4 separate regions of the Sus scrofa genome follow, and regions 2, 3 and 4 are each linked to region 1. A link is a contact called in public HiChIP or PLAC-seq and promoter capture Hi-C data. All regions are on one chromosome and are shown on one strand. Each heading gives the region's core, a stretch centred on a gene start, on an enhancer-like site or on the middle of the called end of the contact. The rest is flanking DNA. Distances are from core to core; before and after follow the strand shown.

Region 1 (6,859 bases), core at 2,166-4,665:
TGGAGAAAGGCCACTGAGCTAGTAAAAGGAAACTCAGGTAAATGATATGCACTGTCTTTTCAGACAAGACTGAAAAGCAAGGTCAGGTGAAGATTTAGGAGATAAGGAGTAGAAATTTGAAGAAGTTCCTTCCTGGCAGGATTTTAATTTTTCAGTGAATTAGGAGGTAAGATCATGGGCTAAAAGTATAATCAGTGCTAACCACAATACCAGACATACAAGATATGCTCAACAAATGTCTACTGAATATTTTTATAGAATAATTAAAAATACCAGAGTACCTTATGTGGGATTCTGAAATCTGGTTACACAAAAGGTCAATTTGTTTCCTTTTTAGGAAATGGTTTCCAAAAGTTTAGACACTTTGAAGTAGAAGAGTTTCACTAACAGATGGAGGTAGAAAACTACCTAAAATTTTATGAGTTATTTTTGAGGTAGTTTATTTATAATAAAAATTAATGAATAAATGTTTTGGGAATTCACTTCACACAAAATAGTAAGGTCATTTGTTTAACAGTTCTTTAAAACAAATAATCTCTCCAGTCACTCTATCCAAACCCAAGCTCCTCACTTCTCCAATCCAGACTAATATGTAAAGAAATCTTGTCTTTTTTTTTCCAAGAGCATAAAACAATGGCCTTAGGAGAAAGTATCATATATCACTTCCTCTTGGAAACATAAGACGGAGTTAAACAGTTGTTCTCAAGAGGCTTTTTTAGAAGGTCCTGCCAAGGCACAGAGGGTTAAAAAAATCCGATAGCAGAGGCGCAGGTCACTGCAGAGTTGCGGGTTCCATCCCCAGCCTGGTACAGTGGGTTGAAGGATTAGACGTTGCCACATCTGCAGCATAGGTTGCAGCTGGGGCTTAGATTCAACCCCTGGCCTGAGAACTGCCATATGCCGCAGGTGTGACCATAAATAAATAAATAAAAGAATTGGTTTTTCTAGACCAAAAGAACTTAATAACAATTTAATACCACAGACTCATGTTAATAGCATAACTAAGACAAAACAGAACTACCTTACTGACTAGCTCACTTTAAAAGACTATCACAGGGTATGCGTATAAGAAAATTCACAGGAGTTCACATTTACCAAAAACTGTAGCAACCTTAATGTTCACCAACAGTAGAGTAGGTAAATTACAGTACACTCTTACAACGGAACACTAAACAACAAACTACAAGCAGTAACAAGGATAAATCTTAAAAACGATGTCGACTCATGAAACAAAACACAAAGGAATACTTAGCACAATTCCATTTGTATAAAGCTCAAAAACAAGTCAAACTAGAATGTACATGTTCGCACACAAAGATGGTAAGGAAAACTGTAAGGAAAAGCAAGCAAGCCGCTATCATAGAAGTCATTACTATCTTGGGATAGGAAGGAGCTTGGATGGGAAAAGGGAATGAATAACACCCGCTCTAACTGCCTCTGTACATGGAGCATCTTAAAAGCAAAGTATCCTAAAACAAACTGAAAAAGAAAACACAGAGAGCTCAGAGACTATCTACGTTTCATTATATGCTGGGCTATAAGCAATGTGATTTTTTTTTTCATAAGGTAAACAAGATTTATTTTGGGAGCTGCCATTAAATAATGCTGAAGTGTATACCTTCAAAATAAATTTTTCATTCACATACTTTTCTACTTATTACCCACTAATTAAGACCAGATGGCTTAGTTCATTGATCAAAATTAAAATACAAATAAAAATCAGTTTTATCCTGACGATCTGAATAGTGAGACATTTCCCTTTTATAGCTATAACCTATTTTCTTCTAGTTTCAACCCGATTTTTATTCTATTTATTTCCTTAAAGGTTGTATTTGAAATTCTGAAAATCAATAAATTTAAAACAACTAATATCCTGAGGTATAACCGCCTGGAGTGGAAGAAGGTAAACACTGAGACGCTGTTATCTGTGCAAACGTTTTCTGAAGCCGCTATCCTTGATTTTATTTAGAGAAAAAAAAAAAAGTGTATTTCTATGTCTACTCGGGTCCATGTTCATCGCCATACAGTTATTCGATTTAATTGATTTTTTTTTTTCAAAGGAAAGTCGGCTTACCCTGCTTTTCTTGTGTCTAATGTGTACGGTATTTTAAGAGATTTTCATGCAAATGCCTAAGCAATCTCGGCCCTTCACCTCCCAAAGTCTATCAAGTGGCTTAGAAGTGAGAGGCTGAGAGTCAAGGAAGAGCCAGGTTGAATTCCCAAATCTCTGACTTCCAAATTCCTCAGCTCCACTCCAGAGCGTCTCTAAACAGAACAGTCCCCCCAACAACCAAGCGGAGAGCTGCTGCAGAAAGCGAAGCGGTCACCATAGGAACTTAGCGCGCAACCCTAAGCTCCCAAGAAACGACAACAGGGCCAAAGTTTGCTCCTGGAGGGCTTCTCTGGACCACAACTCTGCTCGCTACTGCCCCCCAGTCCAGTAGCTAATACCCACCTCAGGGGTCGCCCACAGTCCCCAACCCCCGCCACACCTGCCTTCTTGCAGCTGCCCTCTCAGAGGCCTTCTGGAGAAGGAGATGCTTCACCCCAACCCGACGCATCCCCACGCTTCTACCTGGGGCTGCGGGTCCCTTCCCGGGCTTCTCGGCCCGCCGTCCTCTCCGGAGCTCATCCTGGCGACTACCAGGACTCAACCTCCGCTGAGGAGCCAGGTCCCTCTCGGTCTCCATTCTCCGCCCCTTCCCCCGCCTTCCCACCCTAAATCGACCTGGCCCCGCCCCGGCGGGCGGAGGGAGGCGGGACCCGGCGGGAAGGAGGCTGGGGCCGTTAGCGCCGGCCGGCGCCGCCGTCGTCAGCCCCGCCCTCACGCTCTGTACCTGAGGGGGCTCGTCCTCCACCTCCCCGGCGCCTTCGCTCCGCTTCCGTCCCGCGCGCCCCAAGTCCCTGTGCGCACGCGTACCTGGCTCGACACGCCCTCTCGCGGGGACTATAAGTAGTGCGTACGCACCCACGCACGTAGCGACGCGTACGTCCTCCCTCTCGCCTTACAGGGCGCCGAGAAAAGGCCTCTTCCTGGTCCATCCGCGCCGCGCACGCCCACGCAGCGTCTAGACGACCCTCCTGAGCGTCCCGTCTCCTAGTAACCAGCCGCTATCCACTTTCCCAAGACTTTTTCTTTCTCTGTGCCGGCTGTGCGGCACCTGGGTGGAACGCGCATGTGCATGGTTATCTTGCCTCTGGCAGCCTTCTCTCAGCTCAGACACCTGCTCCTTCGCTGTCGCTTTTTTTGTACTATTTTTCCCGGGGATCGGATATCATTCTTACCCATGTTCAGTGAACTCTTTGCTCCCCAGAGTTGCTCTTGGGAGCAGGGAGGGTGGTGAGCTCTTCAGCCGCAGTCAGGAGCCGATTTTCGAGGAGCCCCCCAGGTCCGGTCCTGAAGCTGCAGCCTCTGGGGAGAGAGCTGGCGTGATCCGGTGAGCTCTGGCAGTCTGCAGTCTGGGGACCTTGCGGACTCTCTTCTGCCTTGCATAATCCAGTCTGGGTTCAGTCTGGGGAGTGACAGAACTAGCCATGAAAACGCAGATTCCTGACCGGTATACCTTATCCACAAAAAAGAGAAAGGGTATACTATCTCCCTTGATATTTAATGTTGTATCGTTTGTTTTCCTTATTAATACCATTTAAACTTGTCTTTCAGTTAGCAGGCTTCAGCCTTGGAACACTCATTTAACTTAACCAGGTGTAGTATTACTTTTGGCCAACCATGGTAGTACTGACCATATTACCTAAAAGTGAAGAAATGAGCTTTTTAGTGAAAAAGAATGAGAATTGCGTTTTTCTGGCAAATTTTTGGAGCCCAGCTTGAAATACTGCCTTCTAAACATTTTTTAATGTTTAACGTGTTTCATTTTTCTTAAATATCCCAATTACTTCTTAACTCTAATGGTGGCTTTATCTCCCTGTCATTTCCTGCAAATGAAATAGATAAACTAGGTTTTCAAAGCTGTTCTCTGATGATCTTGCTATAGTATTCACCTGTGTATTTCAAACATAATCTCACATTTGAAGAGACTAGTAATTCCTGTTTTTGCCAGGTGAGTACTCATTTTTGTTCCCACAATATGTTATTGACAGACATAAACAAATTTTGTTAGAACAAATTTCACTGGAGTGCATTTAATTATGTGCCACATCTTTCCAATTTGCTCTAATTTTTTATCATGATTTGTGCCAGTATATTTTCTCATTATTTCGTAGCCTTATTTTCAGATATCATATACTTTGTAAGTGGAGATACTAGAAAATTAAATTGAGGAGTTCCCGTCGTGGCGCAGTGGTTAACGAATCCGACTAGGAACCATGAGGTTGCGGGTTCGGTCCCTGCCCTTGCTCAGTGGGTTAACGATCCGGCGTTGCCGTGAGCTGTGGTGTAGGTTGCAGACGCGGCTCGGATCCCGCGTTGCTGTGGCTCTGGCGTAGGCCAGTGACTACAGCTCCGATTGGACCCCTAGCCTGGGAACCTCCATATGCCGCGGGAGCAGCCCAAAGAAATAGCAAAAAGACCAAAAAAGAAAAAAGAAAATTAAATTGAGTATCCGCGTTATTTGAGATAAAGAAATCAGAGGTCCCAAGAGGTACATTAATTATAGCTAACCGATAAAATACGTTATAAAGAAGCATGAGCTCTCAAAGACCATCAAAGTAATCTTAGGGAAAACGGTATAATCTCATTTCCTCCTAAAATACTGAGATTGTTTGAATAGGACGTTCTCACTTTCAAGCATTATTGAAAACAAATAGAGGGAAATATCAAAACCTCAAAACTCAGATGGAGCTGAAGGCTTGAGAGGAGAGGGGGATTATTTATATGGAAAGTAGGAACGTACTTCCTTTAGGGGAAAAATTATATGCAACCTAGATATTACTAATGATACTTTGGAAAGAATGTAGGAAAAAGATGATTTTAAAGACTAACCAGGGCATGAAGATTTTCTTTGCTTTTCCTATCAAGGACTACTGACTTCTTCCTCCAGCCCAAGAAAGTGAAAATTGTCTTCCCTCTGTGGAAACCTGTAGAGTAGCAAGTGCCTCATTCTGACCCACCTAACCCTTTGTAGTACCTTTGCTCTCTCCCTTGTGACAGATAATCCTGTGCAATTCTAAGATCAGGTTTCTCCGTCATTTCATAAGCCTCAACATGGAAACCTCTATTTTGCCTTTTTTCTTCCTTGGTACCACTCTCATTCCCTGAAAATAATGGGACTCAAGTTACCCACATGTTAAGCTGCTTGTTCCACAGCTAATCCATGCTCTGCTCTTTTTTTTTTTTTTTTTTTTTTTTAATTGGAGAGTTTGTATTGCTGTATCTTCAAGTGTACTCTCCCTTCATGGTGCCAATCCCACCGACAGTATTTTTCAGGTCCAACTTGTATTTGTCATTTCTGGAAGTTTGATTTTAAAAAAAAAAGTCACTTCTCACCTCATCATGTTCATGCTTTGCTCTGCCTTTTTGGAAGTATGGAATGGATTTTAAATGGCTGTTAATTATGTATAAATTCTCTCATCTGTCTCATTCCTGGGATTGTTTCTGTTAACTTGATTTTTCCCCTCCTGGTTATGAGTCACATTCTGCTGCTTAAGTTCTTATTGGCTGCCAAACATTGCAGATTTGACATTGCTGGGTGATGGAGGTTTTGGTTTGTGCTTTTCCTTAAATATATTTAGGCTTTGTTTTGAGATGCAAGAAGTTTACTTGGAAACAGTTTGATCCTTTATCGCTGCCCTGAGTAGTAACCACTAGCTGCATGTGGCTATTTTAATTTATGTTACTTTATGAAAGAGTTTCCACCATGGCTCAGTGGTTAACGAACTAAGGAACTCGACCAGTATCCATGAGGATGGGGGTTCCGTCCCTGGCCTCATTCAGTGGATTAAGGATCTGGCATTGCTGTGAGCTTTCGACCCTTAGCCTTGGAACCTCCGTATGCCACGGGTGCACCCCTAAAAAGACAGAAGACAAATAAGTAAATAAATAAAAATAAAATAAAATGAAATAAAAATTAAAATTCAGTTCCTCATTTGTATGTTATACATTTCAAATTCCAATTTCCCCGTTTTGTTCCCTCTCTCTTGCATTGGTGATTCTGTAGTAGAATTTTCACCTGCCAACACCCATCCCTCTGTCAACTTCAAATGTGGTATGTTTTGTGTTTTGTTGATGTTTTCTTTTTAATTTTTTTTCAACCTTGTTTTTGGAACAAGTTTTAAATATACAGAAATTTAGCAAAAATAATATACTGAACAATTTTTTAATCCTTTCTCATGTAGAGTCAAGTGTTGTTAATATTTTGCATATTTTACTCTCCCATCACTAGATAATTTTTAATTTTTTATTAGAGTATAGTTGATTCACAGTGCACACCAATTTCTGTTGTACAGCAAAGTGACCCAGGCATATGTAAATATATATATTTCCTTTCTTATATTATCTTCCTTCATAGTCTACCTCAAGAGACTGGATATAGTTCCCTGAGCCATACAATAGGACCTCATTGCTCATCCATTCTAAGTGTAGCATTTTGTATCTACTAACTCCCACTTCATCCCACTCCCTCTCCCCTCCCTCCTGGCAACAAGTCTGTTCTCTGTGTTTCTGTTTTGTAGTTAATAAAAAAACGGTTCATTTGTGCTATATTTTAGATTCCACATATAAGTGATATCATGTGATATTTGTCTTTCTAACTTCACTTAGTATGATAATTTCTAGTTGCATCCATATTGCTACGACTGGCATTATTTCATTCTTTTTATGGCTGAGTAGTATCCCATTGTATATATGTACCACATATTCTTAATCCATTTGTCTATCAATGGATGTTTAGGTGCTTCCATGTCT
Region 2 (7,657 bases), core at 3,729-6,228, 270 kb after region 1:
CGCCGGCCTATGCCAGAGCCACAGCAATTCGGGATCTGAGCCACGTCTGCGACCTACACCAGAGCTCATGGCAATACCGGATCCTTAACCCACTGAGCAAGGCCAGGGATCAAACCCGCAACCTCATGATTCCTAGTTGGATTCATTAACCACTAAGTCATGATGGGAACTCCTAAGTTAAGCCTTTAATGACTGCTTAACTTTAATATATACACTTCTAGTACAGAGAAACAACTTAGGAAGTAATCCCCTTTCTATTTTTCTTAATTTCTCTACTAGGTCAGTTATCTCTATCCAACAATCTCATCTTATCCAAAAACAGTCACTGATGGAAAGAAACGAAGTTACCTGAATGTGGAGTCTCTGTAGAAATGGCAGACCACTTTTTTACTCTCTTTGACTTCCTGGAAAAAGTCTCTCTCACTGGGAATTTCTCTGTATTCCCCATGTCCTTTTGAAAGCCATTCCTAATTTGGAGAAAAGGGAAATACACTTTTGAAATATCTCTTTTAATATCACTTAACACTTTATGTCCAAATCACCATAATACTTTGTAGTCAAGTTGGCTTTATCTTCGAGGGAAATGAATTCCTTCTAGTGATTTACTTTTCCTAGGTTTCTAGTGTTAGTGCACAAATAGCCTGTGGGCAATGGCAAGCTCCACAGCCTGGCTCGGATTTGAGACAATTATCTTTCTTGGTAACTTAAACCATAGATTTTCTTAGAACTTCAAAAATAAAAATTTAGGGAGTTCCTGTCATGGCACAGCAGAAACAAATCCGACTAGGAACCATGAGGTTGCGGGTTCCATCCCTGGCCTCTCTCAGAGGGTTAAGGATCCGGCGTTTGCTGTGAGCTGTGGTGTAGGCTGGCAGCTGTAACTCCGATTCAGCCCCTAGCCTGGGAACCTCCATGTGCTGCGGGTGCAGCCCTGAAAAGCAATAAATAAATAAATAAATAAAAATTTAGACTCTATAAAAACAGAGACTTAGTAAAGATCTATTTAATTTCTTTTTGCTTAAAACTACTAAAATCAGAAGCATTTGATCCAAGTTCCTACAAAGCTCTAAAAAATATTGCTTGGGGAGGTCCCGTTGTGGCGGTTAACGAACTGACTAGCATCCATGAGGACACGGGTTCGATCCCTACCAGGAAATATACTGATTTCCTCAATACCTCAAGGATTAGAAAATCAAAATTACTATGCAATCTACACCACTCTTGCAGAAAGAGTATCTATAAAAACCATTAAGCCTTCTTGCCTACTTCCTCAGAAAACATTTTAATAAAAAAACACCTACTGAAGTGCAATGAAAGCTCTAAATAAGACCCTCTGGGTTACTCTAGGGCAGATTTATGTTAAAATGATTTGTGTGTTAATTTAGAAAAGCCCTAAAGACTGCCTGCCTCTGCTTGTTTTTAGTTAAAAATATTCAGACTATTGTTAACTGTTCACAAATTCATTAAATGTATGCCTCTCACTGCCAATCAGGTAGATTCAAAAGTACTTAATCATGAAATGAGGTGTAGCAGAACCTCACCATAGAGTACCTTAAATCATTATTAGCATTAAATTGAGAGAAGTAGTCTGGTTTTAAAACTGTATATATACATGGAGTTCTCTTGTGGTGTGGGTTAAGGATCTGGCATTGTCATTAAAGAAGCTAGAGTTACTGCTGTAGTACACGCTCAATCCCTGGCTGGGGAATTTTTAATTCAAGAGTGCAGACAAAAAAAAACACAAAAAACCCTGTATATATGTAAATATATGTGTGTATGTGTATGTATACGTATAGATATATGGTTTCAAAACCACATGTGTTTTAGAAAACTAGAGATATAAAAATTGGAACTCAGTCACACTGTAAGATTCCTTTTTGTAGCAATTCTTCTAAGCAATGAGAGTGTAAGCATCATCAAACAGATGCTCAGCAGCACAAACAAAACTTCCTGTTTCTTTAGAAAAGTAAAAGCTAATGTTTTAGGCACAGCCAGTTGAGAGGAACCAAAGCTGGTGATAATGTACTTCAATGTAACATAAACTAATGGAAACATTAAGATCAAAACTCAATTTACAGAATTTAATCTGATTGGTTTTGATCAGAGTCTGTTCCATAGTCATCCTCTAAAAGGCTGACAAGGACAGGGCTGTGGCCACCTTTCTTTGTGACCTAGCATGCATTCTTTCTAATAAATCAGTCACACAATTAAATGTTACATTGCAAATGCCTGAAATAATTCCTTCAAAAATAAATTGTCTTCCAGCTCTTAAGGTGCCTGCTTTGAGCACTGCTAAATCACTACTCTACCTGAAAGGGAAAACCACAAACCCTCTGCTCCCCATGTTCCTCCTCATTCATTTTTTCCTCATCCACACGTCTGAGCTCAGAAAATTATCCTAGGTAAGTATTTCTAGTACTTGACTGTAGATTAACATACTAATCAGGCTAATTCTGAATATAGATTTTTTTTTCTCTTTTTGTTTTTTTTAGGGCCACACCTGAGGCATATGAAGGTTCCCAGTTTAGGGGTCTAATCGGAGCTACTGCTGCCAGCCTACGCCAGAGCCACAGCAACGCAGAATCTGAGCCGTGTCTGTGATCTACACCATAGCTCATGGCAATGCTGGATCCTCAACCCACTGAGCCAGGCCAGGATTGAACCCGTAACCTCATGGTTCCTAGGTGGATTCGTTTCCACTGTGAATGTAGCTTTAAATCTATTCCTCCCCCCCCACCAGGCAAATTTTTAACAGCAATAGGTTCTTTGAGGTCAAAAAACCCTACAATTGAGGACTGAAATGTGACTACTGCAGTACATGGATATATAAGTTGTTGGAAGCATACTGTTATAGCAATTTCAGAAAGCAGAGCAGAGAGGTTACTTGTTTCTGCTGTTGAGCCTTCCTTAGTGCCTCAAGTCTCTTTTCTTTGAGGCGTTCCAATTCATCCTCATCCATCTGATCCAGCTTTTGAATTTCTGAATCCAAATGTTCTTCCACTAGTTTGGTCGTCTGAAGCAACTGGTTCTCCAGGACTTTTGAAAACATGTCAACAGATGCATTCGCTTCCATTCTTCTAAATGGTATAGTTCAGCCTTGATGCTGGGGAGAAGGTTTATAATGTTAGAGAAAAAAAAAGATCACATTTTCTCTTAGTTTCAAAGATGCCAGCAAGTTTAAAATTTGTAGTCCACATAGTGTTCTGCTGACAACCAAACACTTCACATTAAGAATTCTTTAAATTTTTTGGCCACATCTGCAGCATGGGCTAGGGAGTGAACCCATATCACAGCAGTGACAATACCAGGTCCTTAACTGCTAAGCCACCAGGGAACTCCAAAAATTTTTATTTAAATAAGTTTTAAAATTTCAATAGGTTACAGGAACTCTCTCAATTACATATTTTAAAATAATTTTATTTTTTTTACCAGCAATAATCAGATGGTGATTTTATGTGTATCCTTGGGTTATTACCACAGAATTCAATTTATAATTTACCTATTAGAGACTGTTGCATCTCAATTAACTATGAAATATTTGCATCTACTACTGAAGCACTTTCAAGAATCGGAACAAACTCATCCGCCCAGCTTCTTTTTCTTCTTCTTCTTCTTTTTTTTTTTTTTTGCTTTTTAGGGCCAAACCTGTGGCATATGGAGGTTCCCAGGCTAGAGGTCGAACTGAAGCTACAGCTGCCAGCCTATGACACAGCCACAGCCATGACAGATCCGAGCCTTGTCTGCGACCTACACCACAGCTTGCGGCAATGCAAGATGCTTAACCCACTGAATAAGGCCAGGGATTGAACCTCATGGTTCCTATTCAGATTTGTTTCAGCTGCACCACAACAGGCGCTCCCTGCAATCCTCACTTCTGATTCCACTTTTTTACATGAAAAAAGCTGAAAAAATGCCCTTCATTTCATCTTGTATTCCTGGAGCTAGCTGTGCTTGAATACTACAGGTGCTCAAAAAACATTTGTCAATGGTTGAAGGAACATGTGCCTAGCTTTTGTTCAAATTACCGTTAAGTTTAGAAGTATTTCTGGGTTTAAAAAACCAAAATCTAAGATCCACATTAATGCTATAAAATTTTAAAGAAGTTGTTTTTCAAATACATAAAATTTATGTCACTCTCCCTACCTCCAGAGAAAAACACAAGGCTGTGACTCTCCATATGGGGCGGATGAGGCAGAAATCTAGATTCTAAACGTTGACTTGATTGTCAGAACCTGTTATTACCAGGGTTCTAGAGGATGCTCATCGCCGAAGTTTTATAGGCTGAGCTCAGAATTTGCGATAACTGGATGCAGAATCAATAAACAAGAGCTGTTCTGGGGCCGGGTGGAGGTGGACACCGCATTCAGAAAGGGTGGAAAGCAGATGGTGCAGTGATCCTAACAACTTCATTCTTAATTCTAGAAACCAGAAGCTTCTGATTCTTTTTTCAGTTCAACTGAATGAGGGGCAGGCACTTGTCCTCAAATCACCTAACCACTTCCTTGATTTCCCCCCCCGTCCCCCTCGCCCGTGTACCGCCGAAACAACCTTGGGGCCTCACCCTTCACTGCAAGCCAGACACTTCCCCAAAGTATCCTGGCCACTCCCGGCGCCTCCAGGAACAGATGAGGGCAGAATTCAGGTCGCCCCGACTTCAATGCCTCCCGGGGCGCATGCGCCTAAGCAGCCTCCGCGGCGCGGACACCTGCGTCTGAGCCGCGCCCCTCCCCCGCCCCGGCCGGATGCCTAGCAGCTGGGTGCCCATTAGCCCCAGCATGCGTAGCTGGTCTTTTCACAACCACCCTCTGCCTCACCTGATCTCTCGGCGATACCTGAGAAATGAAGAACCTGGCGGGGCAGAAGAGCAATCCACTCAGGATGCAGCCTCGTAGCAGCTGCGGGTGGCAGCGAAGAGTCGTCACTTCCGCCTCTTCATTGGCTGTGACTCTCACGCGATACAATCTCCGAAGCCCCAGGAAGTTGCGGGGGCTGGGGGGGGGGAGGTGTGAGGTGAGCCCTTCTGCGCAGGCGCTCCTTCCCCACCCTCCCTGCCCCAGCCGCCGGGAACCGAGGTGTTCCAGCCTCGGGTAAACACTCCAGCTGCGAGAGAGCAAAGTATGCCGGAGGTTGTAGTTACATAGTGCTCATCCTGGAGCTGGCTTTCTTAGGCTTTGACATTCTGTTCCATCAGAAATGAAGTAGCTTCTATCTTGCTTAGGAGTGACAATCCAGCTTCATTTTTATTGTTGATTGAAAATTTCCCCTCTTTAAAAAAAGCTAAGTTATAATTTATAACGGCATGATTAGTTTTTATGTAGTTAACCCTCGTCCTATCATCGTCTAGATGGGGATATAGAACACTCATAACCCCAATAGGGTTCCCTCGAGACTTTTCCGGACAAATTTTTAGCACTCGCCCTCGCTTTGGATGTAAAGATTACGATCTACTTTGGAGAGTTAATGAGTGTGTTCTTGTTTTCCGGTTTTTGTTTATTTCGGGGGTCGGTAATTACATACTGCAAAATTCATGAACTTGACTGAGAGGCCCAAGGACGTCCCTGGATTTCTCTTCGTCCCTTGGGAACGTGGAGACCGCTCACCATTAGTTCATTGTGGTTCTTTCCTGAACTTCACGCAGCTGAGAGTACAAAAGTATAGAGGTGGAATGGTGGCAGGGAATCACAAAGTTTATTTCTGAACTAAGCTACAATTCCCCAAGTGTGTGTTCCCTTCCCGGTAGGGCTTGACGGGAAATTTTCAGCTTCATTGTCCACTTTGGGTTCTAGAACTTGGAAACTGCGCGGGCGTCGGTGCTCGGCGGACGCTTGTGGGCAGGGGGCGCTCGAGCTCCCGCCTGGCGGGCGGGTCACTGGAGACGCTCTACCCGAGGCGCAGCTCTCGATGAGCCTCGCCCTGCGTCCCCACGCCGAGGCGGCGGGGCGATGCGCTTGCGCACTCAGAGCTCACACCATATGTGCCCTGTCCCAGTGCGCGGGTCTGTGGAGAGCCGGGTGCGAGAGGCGGCAGCGAAGGGGGGACGGAGCCGAACGGAGCCCGAAGTCAGCCGGAGGACTGTGGGTCTGTGAGAGCCCGAACAGAGGGGCTGGGTCTGCGAGCGCCGCTGACACAGGATGGGGAAGAAGCAGAAAAACAAGAGCGAAGACAGGTAGCCAGTGGCGGGGTCCCCACGGTGGGGGCCGGCGCTGCTCAGGGGGTCGCGCGCATCCCTCGGGCCCGAGGTGGACCGGGGTCGAGGCTCGAGACCCACTCGGCGGGGCACCGGCCGGGCCCAGAGCGGGTCACGCGGGACCGAGACCCCAGTTCCGGGCGGGCGCGAGGGCCTCGGCGGCCGGCGGGTTCCCAGCCGAGACTCGGACCCCTCGCTCCCCTCTCCCGGCTCGGGGAAGGGGTCGCGGCCAGTTGTTTAGGGATCCGCGGCCCAGGGCTCGGGCGGCCTCACCGGGCCAGGAGCTGCTTGGCCATCGCGGCCCGGGGGTTGGGAGGTTTTTTGCGGCCGCACTATTGGCGAGGGTCAAGAAGAGTTCTTTTTTTTTTTTTTTCTTTTTCTTTTCTTTTTTTTTTTTTTTTTTGCCTTTGTACCTCTGAATTCTTGGAGACACAGGGAGTTGGGATCTGATATGCCCACAGCCAGGTTTTCCCACCCTCTCAGCTGCTCGGGTATGTAGGAGTTCTAGGAAGAAGTGGATAAGCTGGTTCCCTCTTAACTTTAGTTAATTTGGGTACAGTTTTCACTTACTTAAAGGCTGATTGTCCAGACTCCATGCTTTTTGCTTTCTTTCTTCCGGCCTGTCTTTTGGTCATTTCTTTGCTCTCTAGCACCTCCCCTAAGGAAGGAGAAGGAGAGAAACAAACCAGCCAGGGTCGCTCTTTTCTAACCACTTAAAAGCCTTTGGAAGTGGAGTGTAAGGATGTAGGTAGAGTTCTGTACCCTGAGATTATTGGAACATTTCTGGGTGTCATCTTCGATTGAGTTCTTTTCTCTTCTCATTGAAAGGGTTTATTTCCTGGGAAGGAAAAATAGCTGTTACTTTTCACCTTTGTATACTTCTCAGTTAAGTTCAGACAGCTAAGGGCGGGGGTAAGATAAATTCAAAACATAAAAACAACCTGTGTTAGTTCATCATTTGGCTCAAACGGTGGTCTTAAAGTAAGATTACTAGTTGTGTCCTCACCTGGCCCTCACCTAGCTGATGAATGGAATTAAAAAACATCCAGGTAAGTCTTGTATTTCAGTTACAGGTGTATTGGAGGAAGTTAATTGCTTTGAAGAGTAGACCTTATTGTTAAACCAGGTAAATAAGACAAAATAAGCAGAATTCTGGGGTGATTTAGTGGGACAAAATTTCTCTGCTTTTGACAGGATGTTTTGGTGCATAGGATTTTTTTTTCCTTCAGCCTTACACAAGAAATAGATGAGTGTAGTAAAGCTTCATGTACTAATTAACCAGATTACCCAGCTTCAAACATTGTTGTCACATAACTGGTCTTTTTGGTCTACCTGCAGCATATTTTAAAGCGACTTCTCAAAAATCCTTTCCTGTGTAAGTCTTTCAGGCATATCTGAAAAATAATTACTTGAGGGTCAAAAAGAACCACAGAAACATAATATAAAACACAACCATAACACCATCATTCA
Region 3 (7,934 bases), core at 4,669-7,168, 420 kb after region 1:
AAATCATCAAAATTTACCACAGTGTAAAAATGTTCCACACCAATGCGTCCCTCCTTACCAAAAACAACAAAGATCTGCTCCATGATCAGCAGAAACAGATGTATTTACCTGCCACCTGAAATTTATTTTAGCTTTAGGCAAATTTAAAGACATTCATGTTTTCCTAAATCTGATACATCTATTACATGCAAAACCTTTTCTAATTACAAAGCTGGCCTTCCATGACACATACGATGCTGTGACTTACTTCTAATGACTTAATAGGTGATTCTGCACATCATCAACTTATTAAAATGTTTCACACAAATAAAAAATTGCAGGCGTTTTAGTAAAAATGGCCCTTAACTTACAATGCTTCAATTTATATAACCATTCTGTACTGAGAGAGCCATTCTGTTTTCTACTTTCAGTACAGTATTAATAAGTTACATGAGATGTTCAACACTTCATTATAAAATAGGCTATGTGTTAGTTGACTTTGCCCAACTATATGCTAAAGCAGGTGTCCTGAGCATGTTTAAGGTAGGCTAGGCTAAGCTATGACATTCATTAGGTTAGGTGTATTAAATACTATTTTCAACTTAAAATGCATTTAATGGAAAGTATTCCCACTGTAAGTCATGGAAGATCTACAGTAGTTAAATCCAAAAGTAAAAAGAAAGCAGCCACAAATGACACTGATGGTAAAAATGCCACTTAGTTCTTCGTTGTTAACTAAAGAATGACACACGACTGCCCATCGTGGCTCAGTGGTTAAGGAACCTGACTAGGAACCACGAGGTTGCAGGTTAGATCCCTGGCCTTGCTTAGTGGGTTAAGGATCTGGCATTGCCATGAGCTGTGGTGTATGTTGCAGACGCGGCTCAGATCCCATGTTGCTGTGGCTCTGGCATAGGCCAGCAGCTATATCTCCAATTCGACCCCTAGCCTGGAAACCTCCATATGTCTCGGGTGTGGCCCAAAAAGACAAAAAAAAAAAATTGCATATATAAAATAAAAGAACATCGACACATAGAAATAACGGGATAAGACATAATGGCAAGCTTCCAAACAGAAACCTTGTTTTTATGTCCTCATACCAAAATGGTCGAGACTTTTGGTTATGGAATCAGGTAGAAGCAGACTGAAATCCTGGCTTCTGTCTTACCTATGTGACTTGCCCAAGCAGCATCATTTCTCTAAATCTGTTTCTTTATAATATGTCTACCTTTCATGGTAGTGGTGAATATTAAATGAGACACCGCAAAGCAAAGAGTCTGACTCACACAGTAAATAGTTAATGATGTAGCAATTATTATTAAAATTTGGAACAAATGATACATGGAGCAATATTTCAGTTTTCTTTTTTTCAAGTTTCAACCCAAAGTTTAGGATCCTACAGATTGAAGTTCAAACTGAGAAATAAAAAAAAAAAAAAAAAAACCAATGCTTCTACAAAGAGGCATTCTACTAAGGACAAGTGGATTAAGAAAAATAACTGGTATTATGCAAGTGTAATTACCACAAGCAGAATCTCAGTTTCTAAGAATTCATGTTGCATTACCTCTGTTATTATAAAGTTATTTTCTGTCCCCATCAATTCTTTCCTATCTAGTATGCTAAAGAAAAAACAAAAATCACATAATGAAAAGAATGGAAAGGAAAAAGGAGATATGAAATAGAGCTAGTTTGCTATAAGCTCTACTTAAGAACCAAATACAGAGTTCCCATCATGGCGCAGCAGAAACATATCCAATTAGGAACCATGAGGTTGTGGGTTTGATCCCTGGCCTCGCCCAGTGGGTTAAGGAAGCGGTGTTGCCGTGAGCTGTGGTGTAGGTCGCATGGCTGTGGCTGTGGTGTAGGCCGGCAGCTATAGCTCCAATTCAACCCCTAGCCTGGGAAACTCCATATACCACAGGTGCGGCCCTAAAAAGCGGTGGGGGTAGGGGTGGGGGCAGGCATAAGGAAAGAAGGCAGAAATTGAACACACTAAAGATGATAAAACATCACTCCTTTCCCAAATACTACAAGACTCACACTTCAACTGGATCTTCAAGGGTTTTCCTGTTTTCGGCCTCCAGCAAGTCCTTTCATCACCACAATTCTATCTCCAGCTGAACTTCAAAGTGAACTACATAAAAGCCACTCTGGTGGGCGGCTGTTGGGATAATCACTCTTAGCATCTTCCACAGATCTTAAGAATGAAAAAGCTGACTTACACATTAAGACTGAATACTGGTCACCATTCTTGGCAGTTTATTTTTTAATCTGTTCTAGACATCCACAAAACGGATTTATTTTAAAAAGGAGTTCCATAGACATACTTCGGTAACCAAAAAGATTCAGTAAAAGATCAAATTCAGTGATTGCATTTTTATAGTCCAAGGTAATTTCAAGTATTGGTTTTAAAAACTGAAATAACCCTGTTATAAACACTTCATATATATTTACTCAATTATTTACCATAATCCTATAAAGTAGGTATTATTGTCCCATCTTACAGATGAGCAAACTAAGGCACCAGAAGATACTGACTTGCCCAAAGCCACAACAATCAGCAAACTGTAGGAGCCAGGAGTCTGACCCCACTACTGATGTTAATATCAACTACATCACTCATTCACTAAGGTTTTACAGAGAGCCTACAATGTCCCAAGCACCCTTCTAAGCACCAGGGACAGAGCCATGAACAAATCAGACAAGACCTCTAGCCTCCAGTAGGGGGGAGGTCTTAGAGCAAGACAGTCTAATAGGGGAAATGGGTAAATAAGGGAAGAGTCTATCTTCACCTTATAATAAGTGCCAAGAGAAATAAAGCAAAATGAATAGAAAATAACAGAGGGAAGGGCTGGCTTCTATTTTAGGGATGAGAGAAGGGATGACATCTGAGCAGCAAAGAGATTTCAGGGCAAGATAACCACCAGGAGGAAGGGGTGGCCCAATCAAAAGAACAGCAAGTACAATATCCCTAAGACAGCAACAGTTTGGTTTGTTCAAGAAACAGCACAGAATTCTGATTCAATTCTAAGGGTAAAGGAAGCTTTGGGAGGATTCTGAGCATGTAAGTGACAATGGATTTAAGATTATTGCACTAGGAGTTCCCCCTCATGGCTCAGTGGTTAATGAACCTAACTAGCATCCATGAGGAAGTGGGTTCGATCCCTGGCCTGGCTCAGTGGGTTAAGGATCCAGTGTTGCCGTGAGCTGTGGTGTAGGTCACAGACACAGCTCAGATCCTGTGTTGCTGTGGCTGTGGTGTAGGCCAGCAGCTACAGGTCTAATTGGACCCCTAGCCTGGGAACCTCTGTGGGTGCAGCCCTAGAAAGACAAAAAGACAAAATAAATAAATAAAATAAATAAGATTACCGCACTGTTATAACAGTCTAAGTGAGAGAAACTTGAACTGAAGGCTGTGATTCAACATACTATTTCTAAGTAGATGAGATACTAAGAGAACAGTATGCAACCTAATTGTTCCTGAAAAAAATTTTTAAATATCCTTCTTCAACCTCCATTCGTAATCTGACTTTGAAAAAAATCAGAGATTCTTTTTAATATCCATGTTAATGCTTTAGTGGGTGCAGTTATAGGTGGAAAACAAGATTAAAAGGTATTTCCTTCACTTTCAAATGTTCTATTTAGCATACTGTATGAGTTACAATATGCCGCACACGCTCATAGCTCTTAAGAAGCAGAAAGAGCTTAACTACTCTTTAGTTCAGGACTTGTTCATTTATTTGGAGACAAGAAGTTTCTTCTCACACTTTGTTTCAGCACATCCCAACTCACTCTAGACTGTGAACTGCAATAAAGAGCTATACCAAAGGGATCACTATCTCCGGACCATACCAGGGACTCACTAGATGCCTTACATTTAAGAACTCATTTATTTACTCCTCAGCTACCCAAGGTGGGAAATGTCTTCATTATACAAATGAGAAAAAAAAAAAAAATCAGAGCTATTAGTAACTTATATTGTCCAAGGTTACACAGCTAATAATGGACAGAGTCAGAATGAAATCTACATCTAACTCTGAAGTTCCTGTCTTTCTACCATAGCAGCTATTAAAGAAAAGACTATGAAATACATATTACATGTAGTCGTTCTAACTTCTTGTTAGTGACCAGCCTATTGCTGGCGAACACAGGGTTTCTTTTTTCTTACACAGAATCTGAGCTTTGAAGTTGGGGGTGGAGAAAACAGAGTGACCATACATATTCAAACACAGAATTTTGAAAAGGCATTTTCTACTTGAGATTTCAAAGAAATTAATCCTAAAAGTGTGATTCCACCTTAAAAAAAATCTTAAATCTGTACTGCTTACTATGAAAACAGGAGCAAAGTTCTATGACAATTTGGGTACAGATTCTGCCCTCAATAGACCTAAATAAAGATAAGAGAAAAAGAAGCTATGAATAAAAGGACAATCAGAGCAACACAGGGTAAGTGACAAATGAATGGAGAGCCTTCTAGACCAGGGAAGGAGTCCTGGAAAAAGAGGGAGTTTAGATGAGCTTCCAAAAGTCATCGGAAGTACAGGGAGGGAACTACAGGCTAGCACCATCTGCTCTAAGCCAAGGATACGTGGGAAAGCTGCGATGAAGTTTGGAAAGCCTGTAGAAGTTAACAGGATGGGTTACTGTGCAGTCCCCAGAAAGAAGCAAGGTTGTGACTGTCCTACCTTAAAGAGGAAATGGCTAATTCTCAATCCTACAGTGGAGAGGCCAAGCAAAAGCAGACACATACAATTCAGCATCGTTAAAGTCCTTACCAGTTAGCTACAAGCCCTTTTATGGCATCTACTAGTCTATGTTATTTTCACCTAAATACCACTTCCACGCTTAGTTATCTGAAAAGACGTGAGAAACAGAAATCATCTGCAATCTTTTTTTAAATCGGGGGGGGCCGGGTGTCAACTCAGGAGTGATACACCAAGATATTTCTTTACACACTGGGTTTCAGTAGTAAAAGCGGTTAGAGAGAAAAGGAAATGCCCCTTTCCATCGGCACAGGTGCTGAATCATTTTCACAGGAAGCGAAGCGGCAGGTGTGAAAGGGGCACTTGTCAGGACACCTGCGGAAAGGTGCCCTGCACAGCGAGGCAAGAGATAAGTAACACGGAAAACGAAGTGAGGAGAAATTGCCTTCGGAGAGTCGGACACCAATTCCGGGATCCAGTGGGGGGCGAGGGGGCTGCTGCGGAATGAAGGGGGGCGATGCCGCGGAAGGAGACCGGGTGGAGAATCCAGCGCTTGACCCCAGCCGACTGCAGGCGCCGCTCCCCAGCCACCCGCCGGACGCGCGCCCGAATGAATGGCGCGGGACTGAATGGCCGGCCCGGCGCCGGCGCAGGAGGAGGGAGTTTGCGGCTCAGTCCGAGCGGGGCCCGGGAGGCGTCCGCCGGCGGGACGCGGGGGCGCGGCGAGCAGGGCCGCGGGCGCGAGTCGTCCGCGCGGCGCGTCGAAGGGGCGCCCGAGCGCGGGCGGCGGCGGGCCGGCCGCGCCATGGCGGAGGGGGAAGGGGAGGTCACGCGTTACATAACCCGGCAGCTGCGGCGCTCCGGGCGCCGCGGGCCGCCCAGGCCGCGCGACCACGCGCCGCGGTGGCCGGACTGGCGCGCCCTACCCCGCCCCGCCTCAGGCCGTCCGCGCTCGGGCCGCTGCCGGGCGACGCGGGGCCGGTCCCACCCCGCCCCCACCGCCGGCCCAGGGGTCGCTCACCTTCCGCGTTGCCCCAGACCACCATGCCCGGGCACGGCCGCCTCCTCCGGCCTCGCGGGCCCGGGCGCCGCCGCCGCCACCGCCGCCGCCGCACGGTGCCCTCGCTGGGGGCGGGGAAGAGGGCCGAGGGAAAGAGTCGCACTGCCGCGCCGCGGTCCACACTCGCCACACGCTCGCCGGGGCCGGTCTGCGCGCGCTCGGCGGCTGCTGTGCCCCTCCCCCTCCAGCGGGAGCGCGCGCCGCAGCTCCGCCCCGGGCCGCCCCTCCCCCTCCGGTGGCCGGCGCGCTCCCAGGCTCCACCCCGCCCCGCGGCGGCCCGCCCTGCGCGCGCGGCTGCGGCGATAGTCCCCGCCCCGGCCCGCACTACGCCTGGCGCGGCGCACGCGCCAGTTTCCAGCCCTGCCCCGGGCGACCCTAAACGACTCGCTCGGCGCCCCTCCCCAGCCCGCCCGCAGGGGGCACGCCTCCGCGGCACGTGACCGTCTCTCTCGCCTGGAAGGAGAGGAGCGCCGCGCTGGCCCGCCTTTCTCATCTTGCCGCCAGCCCTGCAGCCCGAGACCTGAGGCCTCTAAGTCCGGGTCGCGGCGCTGTCCTCGCCTCAGTGAATCTCCGCCCCACTCTGCACTCCCCAATTGGGAGGACACAAGTGCAGGGACTGACCATGCTTAAAACCCTAGAAGACAGGTCTGAAGATCCGCAAAACACCCGGGTGCCCCGCCACTAGCACTTGATTTACAGTGACATCTAGTGGAGAAAGGGACACACGTGAACTGAGACTGCTGTGTCAGGGAGCAAGTGGGAATGAGGGCCCACAGAGGTTAGTGGGAATGTACACTGCGCCACGGGATTTAAGCATTGCCAGCTCCCGCAGGGAGCTCGAACACTATTGCCCACGCGATGAATGCCCGCCTCCAATCACGTGGACATTTGTAAACCTTCGGCAGGTGTCACATTCCACAAATAGCACTGAGGTTACACGCGAAAGCAATTTGCCACTAATATAAAAACAAAAAAATCGAACGTTATGTATGCTTGAATACCATTTTAATTGAGGGCCTTCCAGCAAAAGACCGTAAAATAAAAGTTACGTAAGGACCATTTCCCCCCTTGGCAGAGTTGGTTTGCCTGGAGATCTCACGTTGGTATTGTATTACAGTACCAGTAGTCTTTATTGTTGTAATGCGCGAACATGACGCAAACATCCCTGTAAAGTCTCCACACTTTTCCCTTATTCCCTTACCTAAGAGTCTTGAGTTTGCACGTGCTTAGGAAACAATTAGTACTCTTGTGAAAACTTATTTTTGCAGAGCTGAGACATGTTTACTAGTAAGTCAGAGAATATTCAAATGACTTGTTTATTTTTTTAAATTAAGCCTCTTCGTTTTTGCCGTTTTATAGACTTATGAATGCACTTCGACTTCAGTATTCTTGTTAGCTAACGTCTCAAAGTCAGGTTGCATGCTTTTCTGAGACCTCACAACTTAATGCACATGGCATAATTTCAACAGGCTCACAGACAGTTGCCAGCTGCAAGATCAGGGTGTCGTCTGAGATGCCACAGAAGTGGCATCCCCTTATTATGTTTATATGTGTGTCAGTATATGTGTATATATGTGTGTGTCAGTATTCCATATATATATAAATGTAAATGTGTATATACATACATATACACACTGCAGGCTGCCGTCGTGGGTGGCAGATGTGGCTCAGATCTGGTGAGGCTGTGGCTGTAGCATAGGCCTGCAGCTGCAGCTCCCATTTGACCCCTAGCCTGGGAACTTCCATGTGCCACAGGTGCACCCCTAAAAAGAAAATAAAAAGAATAAAATAAAAATAGAATAATCTGTTATGCTAGCCTATAAAATATTACACAATGCTTGCAGACGCTCTTATTTTAATTTTATTCAGTCACTTACATTCACTCTCCCCCAAACCCTTCCCTGCACCCTCGGCATGTGATCAGGGACCAAGCAGTGACTCAGGCCCATGCAGTGGGATTCTTAACCCACTGTGCCACAGTGGGAACTCCTATATTCATTCTTTCATTTATTTCCTTCCATTTATTCTTAGGAGGACTATCTTTCCCAGTATAAGGGGAGTTGGGGAAAGCTTTAGGTAAAGCAGTTGAGATGGTCACTCTGGACTCCCACACAGGGAAGCACTTTGGAGCACTACACCTTATTCCTCTTTTCTGAACTTTATTAAAAACCTTTTTTGAAATGTCCAAAGTT
Region 4 (7,750 bases), core at 1,749-4,248, 480 kb before region 1:
ATGGACACCAGTTGGGTTGTTACCGCTGAGCCACAATGGGAACTCCAGGAATTTGTACTTTTAAGTGCTCCACCCCCATCTACAGGTGATTGTGATGAAAAGCCAAAGGTCTGGAAGCTGTTAATGGAGACAGAAAGGAGTTAACTTGTAACTGAGTTCCTTGGGCATAGTTTAACTTGTTTGATCTCCCAGGAGTCATAAAATCCTGTGAGATCAAAGACGTTTTTCCAAGAGATGCCTTTTGAACCTGCTTTTTCCTTGCTTCTCTTCTCCAGCCCCACTGGAGTTTACATCCCTATCACCATTACCCTGAGTTTCTCTGAGCCCCTTTATTTCCTTGACTATCTCTCACTGCAGCCCTCGAACTAAACAGTTTATATTGAATTCCTCCCTAACACATGGTCCAGCAGCTTTTCAGGTGGGATAGACTGTCCAGGAGAGACTTTGGTATCATCTGCCGAGAGATCACAGTAATTCTTTATTCAGGGAGCTGAAGAATCGAAAAACCGTATGTATCATAAATTAGGTGGCCATACAAGAGCAGGCACAAACCTCAGCAGAACCTCCCTTGGTCATGTATCCTTAGTAGGAAGTGCTGGGCTGGAGCTGCCAGTGACACCATCCAAGAAGGCAGGCTATCAACCTGGATTTGCATAACAAGAACTGCCTCAGTATTGCCCTTTTATAGTCCAGCTGAAGTGACCATTCAGGATGAATTTAACAAACTATAAATGCATTTCCATTTAAGAGACTGTTTTAAACATCACATTCTCCTAGTCAACCCAATTCAGCAACAAAAAGGCCACACACTCAATGGGGGAAAGTAATGTCTGTGCCATGTGTCCTGGTCCTTATCTCTGCCTACAGCTTTCAAGCTTCCCAGAGATCCCATTACTACATAGAGGCAAATGTGTCCCATTCAGCTGTGTGCCCTCTGAATTAGACTTGTCACTCAAATGTTTGCTAAATCAACCAGTCACGGCAAAAAACCAACTTCCTATTCTCCTAGCCACCAGTATTCCTCTGCCACTTCCAGAGTTTCCTTCCTCAGTCCTGCTCTGTGCCCGAGCTCCTCACTCTGACACACAAGAGCCTTCACACATGGTGACCTTCCACTCAAGCCTCAGGTCACGTTGCCCAGGCTACAGGCCAGCATGGCGCCAGCTCCCCATAGCGCCCCCACACCTCCCTGTTTCTGCAATGCTGTTCTCTCAGATTCTCCCCACAACCTCCACAGCCCCCACTCCTTTACTTAATAAACCACTACTCAATCTTTAAGGCTCAGATCAAATATCACCTCATCCGTGACAAGTTTCCAAATTCCAAGTAAGTTGCTCTCCATTGGGTGCCCAAGGCATTTTCCTCCCCTACCCATTAAACAAGATTTCCTAATTGCTTACATTACCCTTATCACAGGAAGTTAGCCCCTTACACATCTGTTCTTCCCATCAGACCAAGCCGATGCAGGTAGTGATTGTAACTAATTCATCTCTGCATCACCTGTGCCTGGTATAATTGCTGCCACTTAGTAGGTATTTACTAGGAGCTGCCTGAATACATGCACCAATGAAGCAGCAGGAAGGAAACAGCCGGGGACAGGGCACCTCAGTCTCCTCAGCTGAATGACCAAGTTGTACAGATAATCTCTTACATTCATATCTGCTCTGAAGTTTTACCAGACACCGGGAGGCCAGTCTGGCCAACCGCCCCAATCAGGGAACCAAACGTAAAGCAGAAATCAGTAGAAACACCTGATATAACCTCTGGGGGTAGTTATTTTTTTCTTTGAAATAAGGGCAACCTTTTTCTTCTTCTTTTTTTTTTTAAGGGCCCCACGAGTGGCACACTTAAGTTCCCAGGGTAGGAGTCGAATCAAGAGCCACACAGGATCCGAGGCGAGTCCGGGACCAACACCACAGCTCAGAGCAACGCCGGATACCTAACCCAATGAGCAAGGCCAGGGATGGAACCCGAGCCTCAAGGATACTTGTCGGGTTTGTTACCCGCTGAGCCACAATGGGAACTCCGAGGGCAACTTTCTGAAATCATATCTCCAAATGCAAAAATAATTACTGACTACCCTCTCACCAGGCTGTTTTAATTGGAAAATGTTTTTGTGCTTTAATTGGTTTTCAGGCCAGAACCCAGCTCCCCCGTCAGCTCTGAAACCCACTGCATTCAAATTGGCTCCTGAGAAGAGCTGTGGCTGTAGTGACGGAAAAACCTGAGAATAACCTTCCATTACCGCACAAAACCAGCAGTAGGGGGAGCTCTAAGATACAAAGTGGAGAAAAGGCGCTTACAACTTACCCAGGAGTGCACGGAACTCCAGCTCAACAACAAATTCTAACCAACACAAGGCAAAACATAGTATCTTTTCAGCCACAACTGAACAGAGAAAAACGAAGCTACTAGCCAACACAGTGTGCCAAGCTCTAACTTACTGATTCTTATCAGTTGAATAGGAAACCTGTCTATTCTCCTTCATGCCTCCAAAACCTAGCAGAGTGGCAGCATTCAATGCCTATTTTCGCAACTGAAACGGTTTCCCTTTTACAAAAACCAATAGGGAGGTATCTTTATCTCCAATTTCACACCGTTGGAAAGTGAGGCTTAGACAGCGGATTTGCCCAAATTCATTAAGTTGTTGCGGCGCTCAATACCCAGGTCGGAGAACTCAGAGGCACGTCTTTTAACCGCCAGCGGCCTGAGCGGGGCCCTTCGCCGGCCCCGCCTCCCGCTTCGGGCTTCGGTCACCCCGAGCCCCCGGCCGCGCTACCTGGAGCACGCAGTCCGACTGCAACAGACACGCGCCCAGGTCCTCCTTCACGCCCGCGCACGCGCCGCCCTCCGGCTTGTCCTCGTAATACCGAGGCATGACCGCGCCTCCCGCCCGCCGCGGCCGGGACACACACGAGTCTGCAACCGAGCCCGACACGGTAAGACGCCAGCGACCCCGCACAGGGCGGAACCGGAAGCCGGCAGCAACCACTTCCGGCGAGCGCGCTTTGGAGGGCGAGACCCAGAGGCCGCGCTTGCGCACGCGCGGCGAAACTGGGTCACGTGACGTGGTGCGCCTCCAGCGTCGCCGACGTTGCTGAAAGGGAAGTTGGTCCAGCGGCTGCTGAGCTCGGCTGCTGCGCGGATGTGCTGGGTCAGTTTGGAGCGGGTGGAGGTCGCCGCGGGGCTCTAGGTGAGACCTGCCGATCGTCGGTTCCGCGCACGTCTTGGGCTCGCCCCGGGCCTTTTCCTCTGCCGTCTCACTGCCCTGGGTCACCTGGCCCTAGAGTGACCGCGCCCAGGTCCGGCTGCTCGGCCTGTGGTAGGACTGCCAGGCAAAATCAAGGAGGCCAGTTACAGTTGAATTTCAGATAATTCAGTAATGTTTTGCTATGCGTATGTGCCACGTAGTGTTTGGGACCTGCTTATACTAAAAATTACTCCTGTATTTGAAATCCAGATGTAACTGGGCGCCCAGTGTTTTTATGCTTAATCTGGCCGTTCTATCCGCGGCCCGGGTCAGCGGGAAGCAGCTGGGCCTGGAAGGCGCTGCTGGCGTCCCGGTGGCCTGGGGCGTGAAACTGGGCACTGAGCTGCTGGCACGGAGCGTGGGGGCTGGACTCCCACGCTGTCATTCCCCACCTAAACCACTTACTTTGGAGTTTTGGTTTGTTTTGACATCACATTCTAGGGAATGAATTACGTGCTGGTTATACACTGATGGACCTGTCTGATAGGGCATTTATTTTACCTCGTCCATAACATGGTTTCTGTTTGGCTTAAGCAAAGGCTTTCCCCTAAAAGCCTTAGTTGGTTAAGAGCAAAAATTGAAGGGTGGAATTTTGAGCCAGAGTACGTGAGTTGGAAGTTTGTTTCCAACACTAGCTCTGCTCTTAAGAGGGTCACTTCATCCTCCAGCGCCTCCGTTGTCGCTCTCAGCAGTAGCTCGCTGGGACCGTGGTTGAGGATCTAGGGAAGCGAAGTGTGGGGAATGGATGGACCGTGTAACAGTTCAGAAGGGCGTGGGGCAGCCCTTGCCTGAAGTGTAATCAGTTCTCCAGCCCCCAAACCGGCCTCAAAACCACCTGCATCCCCTTTTAAGCCCTCTTCTTAAGGATCCGAGCCCAAATGTAAAGTGATCTCCCACCTAAATAATTCAGAAGAGGGGTGCTAGCCAGCCATTCCTTCGGATAACTTGTAAAAGAGTTTTTTCTCTTCCATCTAGGAAGATGTTACCAAGTACTTCAGTGAATTCCCTATCCCAGGGGAATGGAGCACTGAATTCCAGGGATGCAGCGAGGCACACAGCTGGAGCAAAACGCTACAAATACCTGCGCAGGCTTTTTCGTTTTCGGCAAATGGACTTTGAGTTTGCAGCCTGGCAAATGCTCTACCTGTTCACGTCCCCACAGAGAGTTTACAGAAACTTCCATTACCGAAAGCAGACAAAGGATCAGTGGGCCAGAGATGACCCTGCTTTCTTGGTCCTATTAAGTGTCTGGCTCTGTGGTAAGTGTTAGTTTTTTTGCAATAAAGTTAAAGAATAAATTGAGTCTTTCAGGTCGGACTTGTCATTTCGAGAGTCTTTTGTTATCATCATGTCACAGGTCACAATTTGAGGATCTCTGAAACTGTTTCTGCCTTTCTGGAGCCTCACAAATCTCACAAGACGGAAAGTGGTATTCTTCCTGGTTCTGAAGGTCCCAAGCAGATGCCAGAGTAACCTGTTTCCTCAGAACTTTGAAAAGCAGAGGACAGAGTCACCCCATGTCTTTTTTTTTTTTCTTAAGGCTGCACCTGAGGCATACATAAGTTCTCAGGCCAGAGGTCAAATCCGAGCTACAGCTGCTGGCCTACACCACAGCCACAGCAACACAGAATCCGAGCCACGTCTGTGACGTATACCACAGCTCATGGCAATGCCAGATCCTTAACCCACTGAGTGAGGCCAGGGATTGAACCCGAATTCTCATGGATACTAGTCGGATTTGTTTCCACTGCGCCACAACGGGCACTCCGTTCCATGTCTTTCAACTACCATGATAAAGAAACTGGTACCCAAATGCAAACTTCCTGTGAAAAAGGACTATTGAGCTTAGAGATTGCATTTTGCGGTCAGCCCAGTGCAGAGTGGGAGTTGTAAAAGCACTGATGGGAACTCGAGAAACTACTTTTAAGTTCTCTTGTGGTACAGTGGAAGGGTCTGAACCACCTTTGGGGTGTTGGATTTTTTTCACCTCTAACTGGACTTGAGTATATGCATGCCTTTTCAGCACTGGTGGTGTTCTGTATATTGGGGCTACTCTGGTGAACCATAGACAGATGGGGGCGGCCTCGGTAAAATTCACATATCTCAGTTGGCCCTTCTGTGTTCCCAGATGATCTGCATTTCTTAATCAGTTACATCAAACACACTTTTGGGGTTTTGATTACATACTTTTGGGATCTGAAAGGCAGAGACAAGCCCTGTATCCACAGAACCTAGCACAGTGCCTGAATGAATTTCATAAATCTTTCTTGCAGTGTCCACTATAGGATTTGGCTTTGTGCTGGACATGGGATTTTTTGAGACAATAAAGCTGCTCCTTTGGGTTGTGTTCATAGACTGCGTAGGCGTCGGTCTGCTCATATCAACGTTAATGTGGTGAGTACCATAACTTCGGTTTTTCAGATGCTGCTGTAGAGCCTCTGTTGGCTCGCCTCAGAGAGTAACCAATGGAAATTGAAACAAGATAGATGAACTGAAAGCACTCATTTTGGCAGCCAAGGTCATTATAACTTGTCCTCCTGTGTCAGTTCCTACATCAGAAAGTTCTCTAAGGATCTGCCTTGTCAAAGTGCAGCAAATAAGTGAATCAAACTAATGATTGTGTCATATTAACACAATCCCTGATTTTGTAAAAATAAGACGCAGTTAGCCAGTTCTGCTTAAGTTGTCTGGATGATGGCACAATTTCCTGCTGCGTTTGTCCATGGGTCACTTCTAGATGTGTAAGATGAGGGTTGTGTCATGGCATCTGACTTTGAACCTTGGACATTAAGTGAAGTGCACTTGAAAAAGGACTTTTTTTTTTTTTTTTGTCTTTTTTTGTTGTTGTTGTTGCTATTTCTTGGGCCGATCCCGCGGCATATGGAGGTTCCCAGGCTAGGGGTCCAATCGGAGCTGTAGCCACTGGCCTACGCCAGAGCCACAGCAACGCGGGATCCGAGCCGCGTCTGCAACCTACACCACAGCTCACGGCAACGCCGGATCGTTAACCCACTGAGCAAGGGCAGGGATCAGACCCGAAACCTCATGGTTCCTAGTCGGATTCGTTAACCACTGCGCCACAACGGGAACTCCCTTTTTTTTTAAATTATTATTAAACTTTCAGTGCCTTCCTGCTGAGACACACATGCAGGTTTTACTGACCGGGTTCTCTGTCAGACTTCAGGTTTGCTGTGAAAATGGTAGTATGCTGAGTATACAGCTAGTGTTTGGTTTCTTCAGTCTGCTCCCTGGGCAGTGCTCCTGTGTGGTTGGCATGCTGGGCTTAGGGTGTGGATGTGCCAGCCAGCTCAGCAGGGGGCCAGTGGTGGTGCCTGTATATCAGAGAAAATGCTAGAACCCGGGGTCGTAGACCTGGGTTCCAGTGCCAGCTGAGTCACTTACTGTGAGCTCCTTAGTCCCCATTTCCTGTCTTGGGGGATGGCACTAATCATCTATTTGTAAGGTATTTGAGATGACTGTGGTCTGAAAAGCACCTTGGCAGATAGTATGCGCTCAGTAAATGATAGCTGTCATTATTTTAAGCAGGATTCTGAGACACTAACCTCTGACGATACCAACCTCTGACTTTGCTTTATAACCTGACTAGTAGAGTATAGGTTTTATACGTGGTAAGTGCATCCAGCACATCATTGATCTGAAATTCTAAAATCTGGCCTCAAGAGAACACTGCTAGAGCTCTCCCGTGGCCTAGGGCTTAAGAATTTGTCAGTGCTGTGGCTTGGGCTTGATCCTAGCCCAGGAACTTCTGTCTTCTGCATGCCACAGGTGTGACCAAAATAAAAAAGGAATACTACTAACTAATGTAGGTCATATATTCATTATCAAAATATTCGTGAAAAACAAGGTATATGAAAAATTTCAATAAAGCTTTCAAACAAATAGCCTGTTGCTGGCATTCTGCCCTGAATGCATTGAATCTGCAGGGCCACAGAAACCGGGAGTTTAGTGCCTTTAGTATGAATCTGCACCATAATTTGAATTAAATGGAAAAGGACTCAGTATATTTTTGAGAAACTACATTATGCTGTGAATTGTGTGAGGAAGTAGAAATAGAAGTAATACTTAGTAATTTCAGTCATCCCAGAGGCATCACAGAAGCCAGCATGAGGCGGTGTCTAGGCAGATGGGGGGGATGATTCCTGGAACCATGTGCAGAGGCAGAGAAGTGGGCAGCTTGAAGGGTCTGGGAATACAGGTGGTACTGGATGACTATGAAGGAGATGGGACTAGAGAAATTGGCCCTAAATGCAATTCAGAGAAAAGAGTTGGACTTGATCTCATGGGCTGCACTTGGGGGGCAGGGGCAGGGGGTAGAGAGGAGGGGGGCTTGGAGGCTTTAATGTAAGAAGTACCGTGACATTCACACTTCAGGATAAATCTTCTCTGAAGCAGCGGAGGAGGAGCCAGAGAGGGTGGTGAGGCTGAATGCGATGGTGGGGTGCGTATTGTAGCAGAAGCAGCCAGGCTGGTGCTGTTGTC

What was found. Promoter capture Hi-C pulls out the DNA fragments that hold promoters and counts their contacts. HiChIP or PLAC-seq counts read pairs in DNA pulled down with a chosen protein or histone mark.
Region 2: an H3K27ac HiChIP or PLAC-seq map of alveolar macrophages shows a contact between it and region 1. The contact joins the promoter of TXNDC9 here to the promoter of TSGA10 in region 1. A contact is called at or near these places in 2 of 2 datasets of contacts at active chromatin or transcription factors (alveolar macrophages and skeletal muscle).
Region 3: a contact with region 1 is called in a promoter capture Hi-C map of liver, with 4 times the contacts expected there. The contact joins the promoter of REV1 here to the promoter of TSGA10 in region 1. A contact is called at or near these places in 2 of 5 promoter capture datasets (fetal liver and liver), 1 of 47 Hi-C or Micro-C datasets (heart right ventricle) and 1 of 2 datasets of contacts at active chromatin or transcription factors (skeletal muscle).
Region 4: an H3K27ac HiChIP or PLAC-seq map of skeletal muscle shows a contact between it and region 1, with 3 times the contacts expected there. The contact joins the promoter of LOC100524554 here to the promoter of TSGA10 in region 1. A contact is called at or near these places in 2 of 2 datasets of contacts at active chromatin or transcription factors (alveolar macrophages and skeletal muscle).

The regions. Positions count from the first base shown.
Region 1 is chr3:55,194,265-55,201,123 of Sscrofa11.1, reverse strand. It overlaps TSGA10 (testis-specific gene 10 protein), which reads right to left and starts at 3,415. Exons shown (of 21, transcript XM_021087209.1): 1 at 3,286-3,415. LOC106508550 (a long non-coding RNA gene) reads left to right here and starts at 3,018. Exons shown (of 2, transcript XR_002342527.1): 1 at 3,018-4,058.
Region 2 is chr3:54,929,079-54,936,735 of Sscrofa11.1, reverse strand. TXNDC9 (thioredoxin domain-containing protein 9) reads right to left here and starts at 4,978. Exons shown (of 5, transcript XM_003124892.4): 1 at 4,815-4,978; 2 at 2,885-3,103; 3 at 349-467. The coding sequence starts at 3,073. EIF5B (eukaryotic translation initiation factor 5B) reads left to right here and starts at 5,910. Exons shown (of 24, transcript XM_021087192.1): 1 at 5,910-6,166. The coding sequence starts at 6,132.
Region 3 is chr3:54,773,586-54,781,519 of Sscrofa11.1, reverse strand. It overlaps REV1 (DNA repair protein REV1), which reads right to left and starts at 5,918. Exons shown (of 23, transcript XM_021087184.1): 1 at 5,704-5,918. The coding sequence starts at 5,728.
Region 4 is chr3:55,672,290-55,680,039 of Sscrofa11.1, reverse strand. It overlaps LOC100524554 (cytochrome c oxidase assembly factor 5), which reads right to left and starts at 2,998. Exons shown (of 3, transcript XM_005655200.3): 1 at 2,780-2,998. The coding sequence starts at 2,878. It overlaps UNC50 (protein unc-50 homolog), which reads left to right and starts at 3,045. Exons shown (of 7, transcript XM_013987864.2): 1 at 3,045-3,193; 2 at 4,226-4,509; 3 at 4,608-4,679; 4 at 5,524-5,644. The coding sequence starts at 4,230.